5 separate regions of the Sus scrofa genome follow, and all the other regions are linked to region 1. The links are chromatin contacts, called in public Hi-C and HiChIP or PLAC-seq maps. All regions are on one chromosome and are shown on one strand. The core of a region is the stretch at or near the end of the contact, and the rest is flanking DNA. Distances in the headings are between cores, read along the strand shown.

Region 1 (2,519 bases), core at 12-2,511:
ACTGAAACACACGAATTGCCTCTTGTTGACCATCTGGACAGGTTCTTCAAGGACCCAGTCTTCCCATCCACTTAAAAGTCAGATGTGTGTGTAATTAGACAGCTACGAACAGGGATTTAGAACAGTAGGAAAGCCCATCAAAAGGTAGTGAAACCCTTCTGTTCACCTCCAGCCAGCCAACCGGCCAGTCACCTTTCCAAGAACCCAGGGCACGCCGCCTCGGCATACAATGAGACAGCCCTTCCCTCCTAGGCTTTCTCCACCGCCATCCCTATTGCGCCCCCCCACTTCCCTACCCACTTACACAACCACACCAGTTCAGATATCCTGAAGGCGACTCAGTCTCGACAACAAACACGAGACACCCAAACACCTTTGTGCCCACCCAACAGAAATGCAACCTGCCTGGGGGTGGGGGTGTGGGGTAGCACCTAGCTAGTCACGTTCTGCCAAGCTCCAAACACGCCATTTTAGACAATTTATCACTTCTTTCCTCCCGTCTACACGAGAATTCGCCAGGATTTTCTGGGAACCACCACTTTGGGGCAGGGGGAGACACCACCTATGAGAAATTTACAATTTAGGCTATCGCTTTCCATTCAACTTTCATATTGGAATCTGGCTCTCTCCTTTCCGCCTAATGCGCCTCAGGCACGACCAGGAAGGAAGGGGAAGCGTAGGGACTAGAGAAAGATACCAAAGAAATGACCAGAACCACAGGTAGAAATTACCTGCCCATTCGCTTTGGAAGGCGACGAGGCCACAGCCGCCTCCCCGGGCCTCTCCCCAGCGGCTTCTCCCTTCGAAGCGGTCTTGGAGAACTGGGCACCCATGCTGGCTTCTTCAACAAAGAAACTCAACAGATCCAAGGGGGGAACAAAGAGCTTCGGGTTGGTGTAACGACGGGGCGAGCAGCAGCAGCGGCAGCAGCGGCGGCGGCAGCGGCAGCAGCAGCACACACACACCGGAGGGAGGGGGGAGTGGGGGTGGTGAAGAGGACAGAACAGAGTCGATTAAATACACTCCGGATAAAAAAATTTTAGTCGAAGAGATCAAAAAGCAGCAGCGCAGGAGGGAGGGAAAAAGGGTGGAAAAGTCGAGCACAAAAAAAGGAGCCCAAGTGTAGTTTAAAAAAAAAAGAAGTAATAAAAAAAATCCCAGATTTGTAGCCGCACTGTAGACAAGAGGAAAATGGAGAAATCTCCCTGGTTGCTAATAAGATGCGGAGTCCAACGCCCAAGTGCACAGATGAATGGGCTCACGGGCGCTGACGCGGCCCCCGCGCACGCCGGCCAATCCGCGCGTTGCACACAAAGCAGGGGGCGGGGCCTGCGCTCGCCTCGAACAATGGAGCCGCGCTTTGCAAACGGTTTGAAAATCAGCCTCATACCGAGAATTAATGTCCTCCAAATAAATAAATCAATTAAAAAATACATGCCTCTCGCCTCCCTCGGCTTAAAAATAATAATGCATTACTTGATTGGTTTGCTTTGTTTGTAATTAATTAACGCGGGAGGGGGAGTACTTGTGGATGGGGGCGGAGAAAACGTTAACTTGACTTGCTTTGACTCTCCTCTGTCTGTATCTGCGTCTGTCTCCTTCCACCCTCTCCCCTCCCCCATCTTTCCGTGTGTTTATGTGTATGTGTGTCTATGCGAGTTTTTAAGACAATGGTTGGGGTTTGTGTGCAGCATGTTTTCTTTCTCTGTGTTCCATATTGACTTCACAGATACTCAACAGCATTTTTTTTTTAACGGTTGCAAATGCGAAATCGCCCGAAATTGAAAGGTATTTAAACCAAGAAGATCGAATTTCATCAAACGAGATCGCGAGTTAGAATTAGGTCTGTAGGCCAGATGTGGAAAATGCAAAAGCAGCAAGCAGCCGAAGCCACACTCCCTTCCCTATCCCACATTGGCATGAAATAAAATATTTCAAGATTGGCCTACGGCGCTCATCAACCTTCTCCCCCGCCCCAATCCAATTAATGATTCCCCCCTCCCCCCAACAAAATTAAGTGAGGGCCATGTACAAAAGATCGAAAAGGTTTACATTTTATCGCTGTGTGAAATGACAATTTTCTCTAGGGTGAAATGAGATCCTACAGCATAGAGTGTACGAATCTATATTTACAGTTAAGAGGCAATTCGCGTCGATATGAATTTTTTTCAGCCTACTGCCAGGATGGGATGGACTCTTTTTTTTCTGAACGTGCGTAAGTGTGCATGCAAGCCAGTGGGCTCCTGGAAGGCAGGGAGACAGCAGTGATGAAACTCTGAACAACCGGATTGACTATTACAGTTCTAAGGAGAAATTACACATTGAGAGATAGCAAGAAGAACCCTGAACGCTTCAAGCCTAACTTGAGTTAGAAAGGAAGCTTCTATTAAGGAACCCAGGGTACCTCCATCTGTAACCCTTGCCACCGAAGTATCAGAAGCTGTTTGTGCGTGAAAGACAGAGCACTGATTTAAAGAATAGAAGGTGAGAGGGTGGGGCTAAAAATCAAGGATACACAC
Region 2 (2,519 bases), core at 11-2,510, 500 kb after region 1:
GTGGATTTACAAATATATGAGGTCAATGGTAAACTTTATTGATGTTCTATAAATTGATTTAGTATGAGAGACCTAAACAAATGGACACGGTTCTAACTGCTGCCTCAGATGTTCTATTACATGTGAGCTAATGGAGTGAGAAAATTCACTGGCTACAAGAAGTCTTAATGACAAGTTGATGTTCCACTTTCATTTTCTATTTAAAAACCATCAATTTCAAGTCATTGTACATACTCCAGTTGATAAGCACTAAAATCTATCAACACAGAAGGAGGAGCAAATGCAGAATGAATGAAACAGTTTAGAGCTCCTTATAATCAAACTGCACTTGGCTATCTACCTGTCCATGGCCTTGGAAGGAGAGGACTGGAGGACCTGCCTTCCTACCATTGGTTTTGGCTGCCAACAGGGAGTATGCTTCATCCATGGAAAAAACTCTTTTCCTCAATTTTCCTTTTAACCATTTTTGAAGCACAAGGTAAGGATAAATGTGGTCAGCTTGATTTATGATCATTGTTTTAATTCATAGGGAATCACATGCTGCAGAATCTCAGGGACTGGCAGTCTGGGGAAAAATGTAAATGTCATAATTTTGTTAATTGTTTTAGCATGTGTTTCTTCCACATGTCTGAAAGCAACTGTAATTGAGGGCTGTGGTTTCTGGGGCACAGCCAAAAATACGATGTGACTAACAACTGAGGAAAATATCATAGGGTATCATGTGGTATTGGATCTTTTATCTTTTTTCTTTTTCACCTCTGTCAATGTGAGTATTTTCCAGTATTTAAGTAGGAAAAGAAGAATGATACAAACTGAACCCTTGGGTTGTTTTTTTTTTTAAATCAGATTAACAAATAACATCTAAAACTCAATTTTAAATTTGTTGGCTATCCATTCCATCCTGAAGTTTCCTATTTCAAAAACTGGATTTTTGAGGAAAAAAAGAAAAAAAACACCCAGCTCTTTCAATTCTTTAAACATTCAATGATAATAAGGGTCTTTCTCAAGTAAACACATATCAGGAAATTCTAATACTGGTATGAAACTATGATCTCCCCTCACCTTGTTACACCAAAGCATAATAACTCTATTGAGAATGCCTGAGACCAGTGGGTGATCTGACACGATGCTTCATATACGATTTCTTATTATTATGACGGGTATTTCACAATTTCAAGGCAAGGTTGAAAAACAGTCTTTATTTCCCCTCTTAAGCAAGTGATCAGGTTGCTGCAGGAACAAAGTGAAAGGCTGAGCTCACGCGCTTGGCCAGGAGCAATCCTGCAAGCTTCCTGGTGAGGGCTGGACTGCAAATGCTATTAGTATATTTCCTGGTATTTCAGTCCCAGAGAATTGCACAGTAACTAGATCTTTGAACAGCCAGCATCTGGTAGCCAGAATCCCACAAAGACTTTCTCATATTATTCAGAATTGTCTGCTCATTTCAGGCTGTTCTCTCGTTTTCTACTTTTCCTTTTGTTTCTCTCCCTACCTGTCTGGGATTTACAAATATTTTTGTCACATCTAAAACTGACTGTATAGAGGTGACTGAACTGATCATCCATGGCTCTGTCAGGTCACAGGAAGCTGCTGCTGATGGAGACTTGTTTCCCCAACGCACACCCTGTCCCCCATGGGTGCTGAGTAGCCCTACAGCTGCTGTGCCCCTCAGGAGCAAATGGAGAAAGTCTATCCTGCCAGTAGCTGGAGGAAAAGTTCCAAAGTGTCCTTGGGAGTAACATCAGACAAGAAAATCAAAGTGCAGAGAGCAGGGGAAGAAAGGACGGTTAGGCTAGGAGCTCAAGTTTCTTCAGGGAACTGGGTAAGGACTTTGAGTGGCCCAGTATGTGATGTAAACATCTGCCAAATGGTCCTAGGTACAATTATTTTTTACAAGAAGAAGGTCTAAAACTTATATGCACAAAGGGTTTAGGGAACAAAACATTCTAAGAGGCATCATTGTTAAGAATGTAGGTTAACATTAAATTTTGCACATCAAGAAAGGAGGAGGATTGGGAGTTTCCACTGTGGTTCAGTAGTAACAAACCAACTAGTATCCATGAGGATGCAGGTTTGATCCCCAACCTAGCTGATTAGGTTAAGGATCCTGTGTTTCTGTGAGCTATGTTGTAGGCTGGCAGCTGCAGCTCTGATTAAACCCCTAGCCTGGGAATTTCCATATGCTGCAGGTGGGGCCATAAAAAGCAGGAGAGAGAGAGAGAGAGAGAGAGAGGAGGATTGGATGGCAGTGAGAAATAATTAAAGTAGTATACATAAGAAGAAAATAGAAAAGCCCTTGTCAGTTACTTATTAACACTTTGCCTTGTGGAATGTTATGCGAGGGTACCATTTATACAGCTAATACACATCTGTTTTAGAGATAAAGAAATGAAGACGTAGCGAGGTAAGCAACAGGTGTGTAAGGTCAGTCACTGAGCCAGTATCAACAATCAGCTTTGAGGGCTGCTTTTAAGCACCAGTTTAAATCAATAGACTTTCTTTCTCTTTCTTGATATGTT
Region 3 (2,519 bases), core at 6-2,505, 450 kb after region 1:
ATGGCTGGGAGTCTAGGCTCTGGAGCTTGGTGATCCGAGTTCAGATTCTGACTTTACCATTTACTTATTGCATAACTCAAGGCCAAGTACTTAACACTTTGTGCCTCAGTTTTCTCATAAGAAAGGGGAAAGTAATAACAACAATAATAACATATCAAAAGATTCTTGTAAGAATTAAAAACAAGGTGATTCATGTAAAGTACTTAAAAGTACTGGCTCATAGCCGACACTCAACCGATATTAGCTAATATTATTATTGCTTACTGATGCTTTCCTTTTTTTTAATAGCTCTGTGCTGATTCTTTTTTTTAATTAATGTATAGCTGATTTACAGTGTTGCACCAATTTCTGCTGTACAGCAAAGTGACCCAGTATACACACACACACATACATATATACACACACACATATATATACACAGACATATATATGCATATATGTATACACATTCTTTTTCTCATATCATCCCCCATCACATTCTATCCCAAGAGATTTGACACAGTTCCCTGTGCTATGCAGTAGGACCTTATTGCCCATGCAAATGCAATGCAAACATCTACCATCCTCAAACTACTGATGCTTTTCTTTTGATTTTTTGCCATGTTTAATATAAAAGTATTCATCCTTTAAAGTAAAATTGGAAAATAGTAGTGCCTATCTAATATATTACAGACATTATCAGACCATATGAAGAATGGTAAACTTGCCCACAAAGAGCTTCTAGTCTACTTACAGAGACAAAGTGCCAAAACTCACAAGAGATAGAAACACATATAATTAGAAAGAGGAACATGTACAGCAATGCAAAGCAGTATCGCATGATGGTAACCTTGTTTGGCAAATTATTGGTGTATGGGTTCTAAAAACAAATGTTTGCCGAATGAATTTGTGAAAAAAACTCGTAAAATTTAAGAGTGTTTAGTTGATATTTCACTCTAGTTTATGCTTGGGAGAGAGAATGGCTTACAAGAAAAACTAAATGTGAAAGGTAGAACAGACAGAGATTAAGTTAGACCTGAAGTCTCCCAAGATATGAAAAACTGCAGATTAGGTGGGTCATTAATGAATGAGTGAAACATAAAGCAGCCTTCCAGCATTTGAGAAGAATTACTCTTGGAAACAGATAGGCTGGAAATGTGGTCCGAATTTATGAGGAGTTTATGTATACATCTGATCCCGAGCCAGGAATAGATTCCAAGCATGTCCACAGAGTTGGTCGCACATGTGAGTGTCCTGGAAAGCCCAGCCATAATTTTGTTTCCCCAGTAGAATTGCTCAGCCCTTGACTGAAATGTTCTTAGAAACGTAAATATGCAGAACACTGTAGAAATCAAAACGATTTATATGATTGTTTCTCTGCAGAGCAATGTTTTCATCTTTGCAGCAGATAAGGCGAGTATTCCTCAAGACTTGTTCACCAAATTCTCGTTCAAATTCCAATAGTACTAAGGAGCATTTACCCTTCCTCTAAAGCATGTTTATAGCTTCCACCTTCCTCAAAACCACAGCTTATTTTACATGCAAAGGAAGCCGAAAGGAATTGGAAAGAACCAGGCATGACGTGAATTAAAATGGAGAGTCCAGCCACAAAATTCCAAGTATTTTCATGGATTTTTTTGATTTTCCCTGGGTTTTTCAGAAAAATATGTTATCTCAGAATCTGAACTCACAGTTTGTAAAGGCTTTATATTTGGAGGTTCACAAAGCCTTGAGTGAGAGGTAGCTTTTGAAATCCCATCTGCACAGAGGTCTTTTCCACAGCATGGCTGACTGTTGCTCATCTCATCTCCACCCGTGTCCTTCCAGTAACAAGTACCTGTTTACTGCACAAGTCAGCTCATTCTATTGTTGAAGATCTGACGGCAAAAAACGTTCTTCTTTATATATCTGATGTCATTTGCCTTTTCAGTCTCTGAATATTTGTTAGGTTGTATTTCCAACGAAACTCAAATTATGGTGAATTTGAGTCTCTATAGGCCCTTTAGAACTCTTAAGTAATTTTCATTGCCTCCCCCACCTCTGCTACACACACAGACACACACAGACACACACACACACACACACACACACACACACAAAATGGTGTGTTTTCACATATGCTCTCATATGGATCCAGCCCAGTTCTTTTCTCTGGCCTCTAATCAATGTGTTGTATTACTAGCTCAAACCCAGATGGTCCTTGTAAGGTGACCACTCTGCCAGACCCATCTGGCTGTAACTGATGGTCACTATTTTGAAGCAACCATTCCTCCTTTGGCCACCCATCCTAAGTATAGAACAAAATCTTCAGGTAATACTCCATAGCACATAAATCTTAATTTTTATTGAGACTTATCAAAAATTTGAGATTATTATGGTTGTCCTCAAAGACTGCTGGCCATGGAGCTCTCACAAATCACACCCTATGTAGCCCTTGGCTGTCTTCCCCTGCAGGTTCACTCCATCTTCAACAGACAGAGTGTCCTTGGGTCCCCAAATCTCTAGGCCAAGAGAAAGAAAAAATCCACCCTTCACACCAC
Region 4 (2,519 bases), core at 14-2,513, 370 kb after region 1:
AATTATACTATACAAGTTAGGCTTGTTCCAGAATACACTTCTGGGGCAGGGATGTTACTGTTAAAGAGGACTAAAATTCTATATGAAAAAGTGAGAGATGAGTCAGAGACCTTGAGTATTTAAATTACTGTGATTGGAGTTCCCTGGTGGGGCAGTGGGTTAAGGGTCTGGTGTTGTCACTGCTGTGGCTTGGGTTACTGCTGTGCTATGGGTTTGATCACTGGCCTGGGAACTTCGCATGCTGCAGGTGTGGCCAAAAGAAAAAAAAATTACTGTGACTTTAGCTGTCTTCCAGACTGGTGAGTTCAGGGTCTTTGAGGTACATTGAAAAGGAGATGGTATGTGTATTTGTATCCATGTGAGTGCTGTTGGGCTCCAACATCAAAGCTTAATGAGTTTGACTGGGTTTGATCATCAATTTTATTGCTATAATCTGTTAGCAGTTAAAAACTGATTTTCAGTTTCCAGACTTTCAAAATAGTGCAGGTGAGCTTGCCAGGAATTTTGCAAAATCCTATGGCCAGTCCAGCAGTAGCTGTGGAAAGACTTAATCTCCATGGCAGCAAATGGCTATGCCCATGAGGAGCTCATCACAAGTAGGAGAAGCCATTTCTTTTGGAAAGGCTTCCTCATAGGCCCTGAGCCACATACAACATGAGGTCTGAGAGATTTCCACCCAAACAGTGGCCTGAAAGCATCTGACCAAGATAAAAGCAGAAGCCTTAAAAAGGCCTATTTCCTCATCTGCAGGACTGGTTTGCTCGTAAGACATGACGTTTACCCATGAACTTCCCAAAGCCAAAGGGCAGGGGATTTGCCTGAATCTGTGTTTTCTGTCTGAACACTCAGGTGAAAAACCAGCCCAACAGGACTTCCCCAGTGGCCTAGCAGTTAAAATTCGGCATTGTCACTGCTGTGGCATGGGTTTGATCTCTGGCCAAGAATGACAATTTCCTGGCTGTTAGATTAAATCTTTAAAACTACTTCGGTTATAATAAAAGACATGAGAGTCCGGGAGAAGCAAAGTACTATTTATGTCAGTTTTATATTTAGAAAACACCTCTGCTTCACCAAAGCTATTGTCTTACTGTACTTTTTTTTTTTTTTTTCAGCATAGACATGCATTTCCTCCAAATAATTGAAAACTTGATAGTGTGTTGTAGCGGAAAGAGCATGGACTTTGAATTTTGTCCTCTCCAGTTACTAGTAACTCTTCAGTGGCATAGGTTAGGTTCAGAGGTTCCCCTGCCAGATCTTGCCAGTAGCTTAGGACAGCAAGCTGCTATTGCTCACTCACATTGCATGTTTTATTGGGATTGGCCATGCCTCTGCTCTGTGTTTTCTTTTTTTTCAGAACCCCAGATGAAGAAACTGCTCATATCTTGTGGTTGAGGGCATTGCTGGCCTCACGGGAGAGGGGGAAAAGAGAAACCCCAGTAGACAATTGATATGTCTGCTCACTGGCCCAAATGAGGCACTCGGCCCAGCCTGAATCAGTGGGGTGGGATTGTATGATAGGTTCATGGGAAGTGGCAGAAAATGGTCTACATTTAGTCTACCTCAGTGATCTAAGTGAGGTTACTTCTCTAAACCCCAGACTCCTCAAACTGTAAAACAAGGCTGATGATGCCTGTCTCTACAACTGTTCTCAGTAAACAGATGTAAATTAAAGGCTCTGAACAAATCTAGATTTTTTCCCCCATTCTTTTATGATATCTGTAGATGAGCACTGATTTGCATTACTGTGAATTTCAGAGAGCTTAGAAATTATAGTATTTAATCTTCATAAGTTACAATTTCCTAACTATTTGTTGGCCACATCTTACTATATGCCCCGAAGGTCATTAATCCAAAAGAAATATAGACGTTGCCAGTTTTCTTTAAAATTTTACTAACCTATGTAGAAAACCAATATTAGCAGTTTGAATGCAAAGTATAATTGCCTTTCTGTTGTGCTTCATATATGAGAATATGGGAGGGAGAATAGTATTATTAGTCTCATTTTATAAACAAGTTAGTACAATAATTTTTTTTAATTTTTTTTATGGCCACAGCTGCCACATGTGGAAGTTTCTGGGCCAGGGATTGAATCTGAGCCATAGCTGTGACCTATACCACAGCTGTGGCAATGCCAGATCCTTAACCCAATGCACCAGGCCATGGATTGAAGCTGTGCCTCTGCGTCAACCCAAACCACTGCAGTCAGGTTCTAAACCCCCTGTACCACAGTGGGAACTCTAATATGATAATTTTTTAAATTCATCAGTTTGTTAGCAACATTTTAAGACTTTTTTTTCTGATTATTATTAGTAGTACACATACATTACAGAAAGCTGAAAAGACAGAAAAGAATTTAGAAGAAAAATAATCATGTGTAATCTCATTACAAGAATATACTTGGTTAACATTTTATTAAACTTCCATTGTTTTTTTTCCTTTGTGTGTTTTGTGTGTATGTTTATAACATTGCACAACCAGAATTATAAAGGATAGATTTTTTAAGAATACCTGATTTCTTA
Region 5 (2,519 bases), core at 11-2,510, 290 kb after region 1:
CAGCCAGGACTGCTGAGGAGGCAGGCAGAACAGAGCAGAGCATGCCAGCCGTTCTCAAACTTATCACCAGGAAAAGTCACTTTACTAGTCATTTTCCTAGTCAGGACAGAATGGGGCTTTTTATGGGAAATTGACATCCTTTGTGAGGAAGATTAGCAATAGAGATAGATCTAAAAGCATAATACTGGTGAATAAGTCAGGAATGATACAATTTATAGTTCAATATATATAATTTTTTAAAAGTACGTAAGTACAAAACAGCGAATTTTTTTAAGGATGTTCTTCTAAGGAAATATATGGAAGGTAGATTAGAAAGTGGAGAGTACATGTTCTTTGTGGAAGTCTATGTCTATAGGGGATTATTACTAAAGGTTTAAAATATAGTAAAAGAGGACTTTTGCACGGATAGAGGACGATAGTCTCCTCTGAATTTAGGCATATTAATAACTCACTCCCATACTTCTGGGATGAAAAAGACAACATGAGGGATGCAGAAATGATGTGGAACTTTATTATTATGCTTTCATTTGTATTTATATATATGACCAAAAAAATTTCAACAATGATAATTAGAAAAGTTATTGAATGACTGCAGTGGTTCCAGGACGCAAATGATGGACAAAATTTTGAGATTTTTCTAGAGCTTAGAATCTTTGATTGACAGCATTCATTTATTTATACATAAAACTTTTACATTTAGGGAGAGATCTTGGTTAGTCAGAAGTTAGGATGTTGTGAGAGAGGAGGGAAAGCAAGCAAGAAATCATTTCGATGTTCTAGGCATCCTTTACACTTCCTGGGTTTTTCATTTCCGGGGTGTGCTTTCCGCTATTCCTTCTCTCACTTAGGGATACAGACGTGTTGCTAACTTACTCTATCTTCTTCCCAGAATCGGAGGGGATAAATAGAACCGATTTTGGTATTTCTGTTTCATCAACATCGGATGAGAAATCCGCTAGCAAACTGCCTTGATGCAGCCAGGCGGGGGCCCGGCCAGGAAGGAGGGAGATTGCCGGCCGGCCGGGGTAGAGCTCCCTGGCTCAGGGATCCTCGAGACTGAATGCCATCTTGAGGCAACTCCTGTTTGGGGCTGCACGCACAGCGCAGGACTGCTAAGCGGCATCGACTCCGGGACTTTCCAAGTCCCCCTGAGCCCCACAGGAGACAGATGGTATTTCTGCGTCTGTGTGCAGGGGGTGGGGGAGTGGCGGTAACAATAAGCAGCAGTAGCCACTTGACAGGCTCCCTGCTGCCAAGAATTTGCATGACGAGCGCTTGCTGCCATCTGGAGAACTTCAGCTCCTCCGGGGGAGAATCAGCATCTCAGCCTCACTGGTCCCCTTGGCCCCAGTCTCGGCTGAGAATCTCTCTCCCCAGGGGAGGAAGAGAGCAAAAGGCAAATCCATCAGATGAACCTGGCCTGGGGGAGAGGGGCTGCCTGGATGAGCTGGACAAGCTAGTCTAGTGCAGAGGGCGTGTGGCCGGGTCTGGCACTTCAGGGTGGGTTAGGTCAGCAGAGTCCATAACCTTTTGAACATGGGTTTGTTTATATGCCAGTAGTTGGTGGAGGAACTGTGGAACTGCAAGGGAGAAAACTCAAACAAGAACCCCCTTTCCCATGACCTCTAGCCTGGAGTTCAGTGAAGCAAAAGACTGACCATACACCCCAGGGATCCCAGTCACAGGCAGCCTAGTGGTGTATGATAAACACATGTGTGGGCCATTTAATTAAACACATAACAGGTTTCCAGCTGCTAAGATTTTGCTTGTTTACAGAAAAATGTATTTTTCAAAGTGTGAAAAAGAAATCCTGCTTAATATTAGTTTTACTTGTAACATACGTTCCTGCCTTCCTTGTTAATTATTTGTGAACCTTATGGCTATGACATTTTTTTTTCTCCAAAATGTTTTATCTAAAATAAACTTTTTTCTCTAAAAAGTATTTTTTTCTCCAGAATTTCTGTAATTAATATTTAAAATTTACTAGGATCAAATGGTATCTTAAATGAAACATTTAACTGGAAGATTAATATAGCCTGAAAGTCCTATGTTTAATACACAAAACCGCATGGTTTTATGTCTTCCTAGAATTTCCAGGCTCAACACTAAGGGGATTCTTTGTTGGAAAAAAGACAGGGACTCATATATATTAATTATGGAATATTCAGAAAAGTGGGAGCAATACCACATTTACCATTGATGCTTGGTGAGATTGTCAAAGTGGATATTGTGTTAGGTTTGTCCTTAGTACTCTAGCACCTAGCACACTTCCCACCACAGAGAAGGGTCTGTGTTTCTTTCAGCTTTGGGAGTTACAAGGAACAAGTTACAAATTAATGGTAAAGTTCATCTCAAAAGGGAGATTTACTGGAAAGGTGCTGGGCAGTCAAACGGACTCTACATGGTGAACAGCCAAGCCTAGAAAGGCAGGACCAGCTCCCGGACTGTAGGAGATGTGTACTTCCTTGCTGATAATTATACCCACATTCTGATGACCTCCAGCCTCTGTATCTTTTATT

What was found. Hi-C and Micro-C count contacts between places; a contact is called where the count stands out from the background. HiChIP or PLAC-seq counts read pairs in DNA pulled down with a chosen protein or histone mark.
Region 2: a Hi-C map of embryonic fibroblasts shows a contact between it and region 1, with 3 times the contacts expected there. The contact joins the enhancer-like site here to the promoter of MARCKS in region 1. A contact is called at or near these places in 3 of 5 promoter capture datasets (fetal liver, fetal skeletal muscle and liver), 19 of 47 Hi-C or Micro-C datasets (alveolar macrophages, blood, embryonic fibroblasts and 9 more) and 2 of 2 datasets of contacts at active chromatin or transcription factors (alveolar macrophages and skeletal muscle).
Region 3: a Hi-C map of fetal skeletal muscle shows a contact between it and region 1, with 2.1 times the contacts expected there. The contact joins the enhancer-like site here to the promoter of MARCKS in region 1. A contact is called at or near these places in 3 of 5 promoter capture datasets (fetal liver, fetal skeletal muscle and liver), 2 of 47 Hi-C or Micro-C datasets (embryonic fibroblasts and fetal skeletal muscle) and 2 of 2 datasets of contacts at active chromatin or transcription factors (alveolar macrophages and skeletal muscle).
Region 4: a contact with region 1 is called in an H3K27ac HiChIP or PLAC-seq map of alveolar macrophages. The contact joins the enhancer-like site here to the promoter of MARCKS in region 1. A contact is called at or near these places in 3 of 5 promoter capture datasets (fetal liver and liver), 7 of 47 Hi-C or Micro-C datasets (alveolar macrophages, blood, embryonic fibroblasts and 2 more) and 2 of 2 datasets of contacts at active chromatin or transcription factors (alveolar macrophages and skeletal muscle).
Region 5: a contact with region 1 is called in an H3K27ac HiChIP or PLAC-seq map of skeletal muscle, with 7 times the contacts expected there. The contact joins the enhancer-like site here to the promoter of MARCKS in region 1. A contact is called at or near these places in 5 of 5 promoter capture datasets (fetal liver, fetal skeletal muscle, liver and 1 more), 12 of 47 Hi-C or Micro-C datasets (alveolar macrophages, brain, embryonic fibroblasts and 6 more) and 2 of 2 datasets of contacts at active chromatin or transcription factors (alveolar macrophages and skeletal muscle).

Annotation. Positions count from the first base shown.
Region 1 is chr1:79,788,538-79,791,056 of Sscrofa11.1, reverse strand. MARCKS (myristoylated alanine-rich C-kinase substrate) reads right to left here and starts at 1,261. Exons shown (of 2, transcript XM_021091501.1): 1 at 732-1,261. The coding sequence starts at 833.
Region 2 is chr1:79,283,867-79,286,385 of Sscrofa11.1, reverse strand. No RefSeq gene overlaps it. Among named protein-coding and RNA genes, the nearest start is that of MARCKS, 500 kb to the left of the region's middle. Within about 2 kb of position 1,260, at least 7 of the 83 cell types and tissues checked have an H3K27ac peak or open chromatin away from gene starts, as enhancers often do. A contact at or near this core is called in embryonic fibroblasts, where this site is marked.
Region 3 is chr1:79,337,992-79,340,510 of Sscrofa11.1, reverse strand. No RefSeq gene overlaps it. Among named protein-coding and RNA genes, the nearest start is that of MARCKS, 450 kb to the left of the region's middle. Within about 2 kb of position 1,255, at least 1 of the 83 cell types and tissues checked has an H3K27ac peak or open chromatin away from gene starts, as enhancers often do. A contact at or near this core is called in fetal skeletal muscle, where this site is marked.
Region 4 is chr1:79,419,700-79,422,218 of Sscrofa11.1, reverse strand. No RefSeq gene overlaps it. Among named protein-coding and RNA genes, the nearest start is that of MARCKS, 370 kb to the left of the region's middle. Within about 2 kb of position 1,263, at least 20 of the 83 cell types and tissues checked have an H3K27ac peak or open chromatin away from gene starts, as enhancers often do. A contact at or near this core is called in alveolar macrophages, embryonic fibroblasts, fetal liver and 1 more, where this site is marked.
Region 5 is chr1:79,497,607-79,500,125 of Sscrofa11.1, reverse strand. No RefSeq gene overlaps it. Among named protein-coding and RNA genes, the nearest start is that of MARCKS, 290 kb to the left of the region's middle. Within about 2 kb of position 1,260, at least 53 of the 83 cell types and tissues checked have an H3K27ac peak or open chromatin away from gene starts, as enhancers often do. A contact at or near this core is called in alveolar macrophages, brain, embryonic fibroblasts and 7 more, where this site is marked.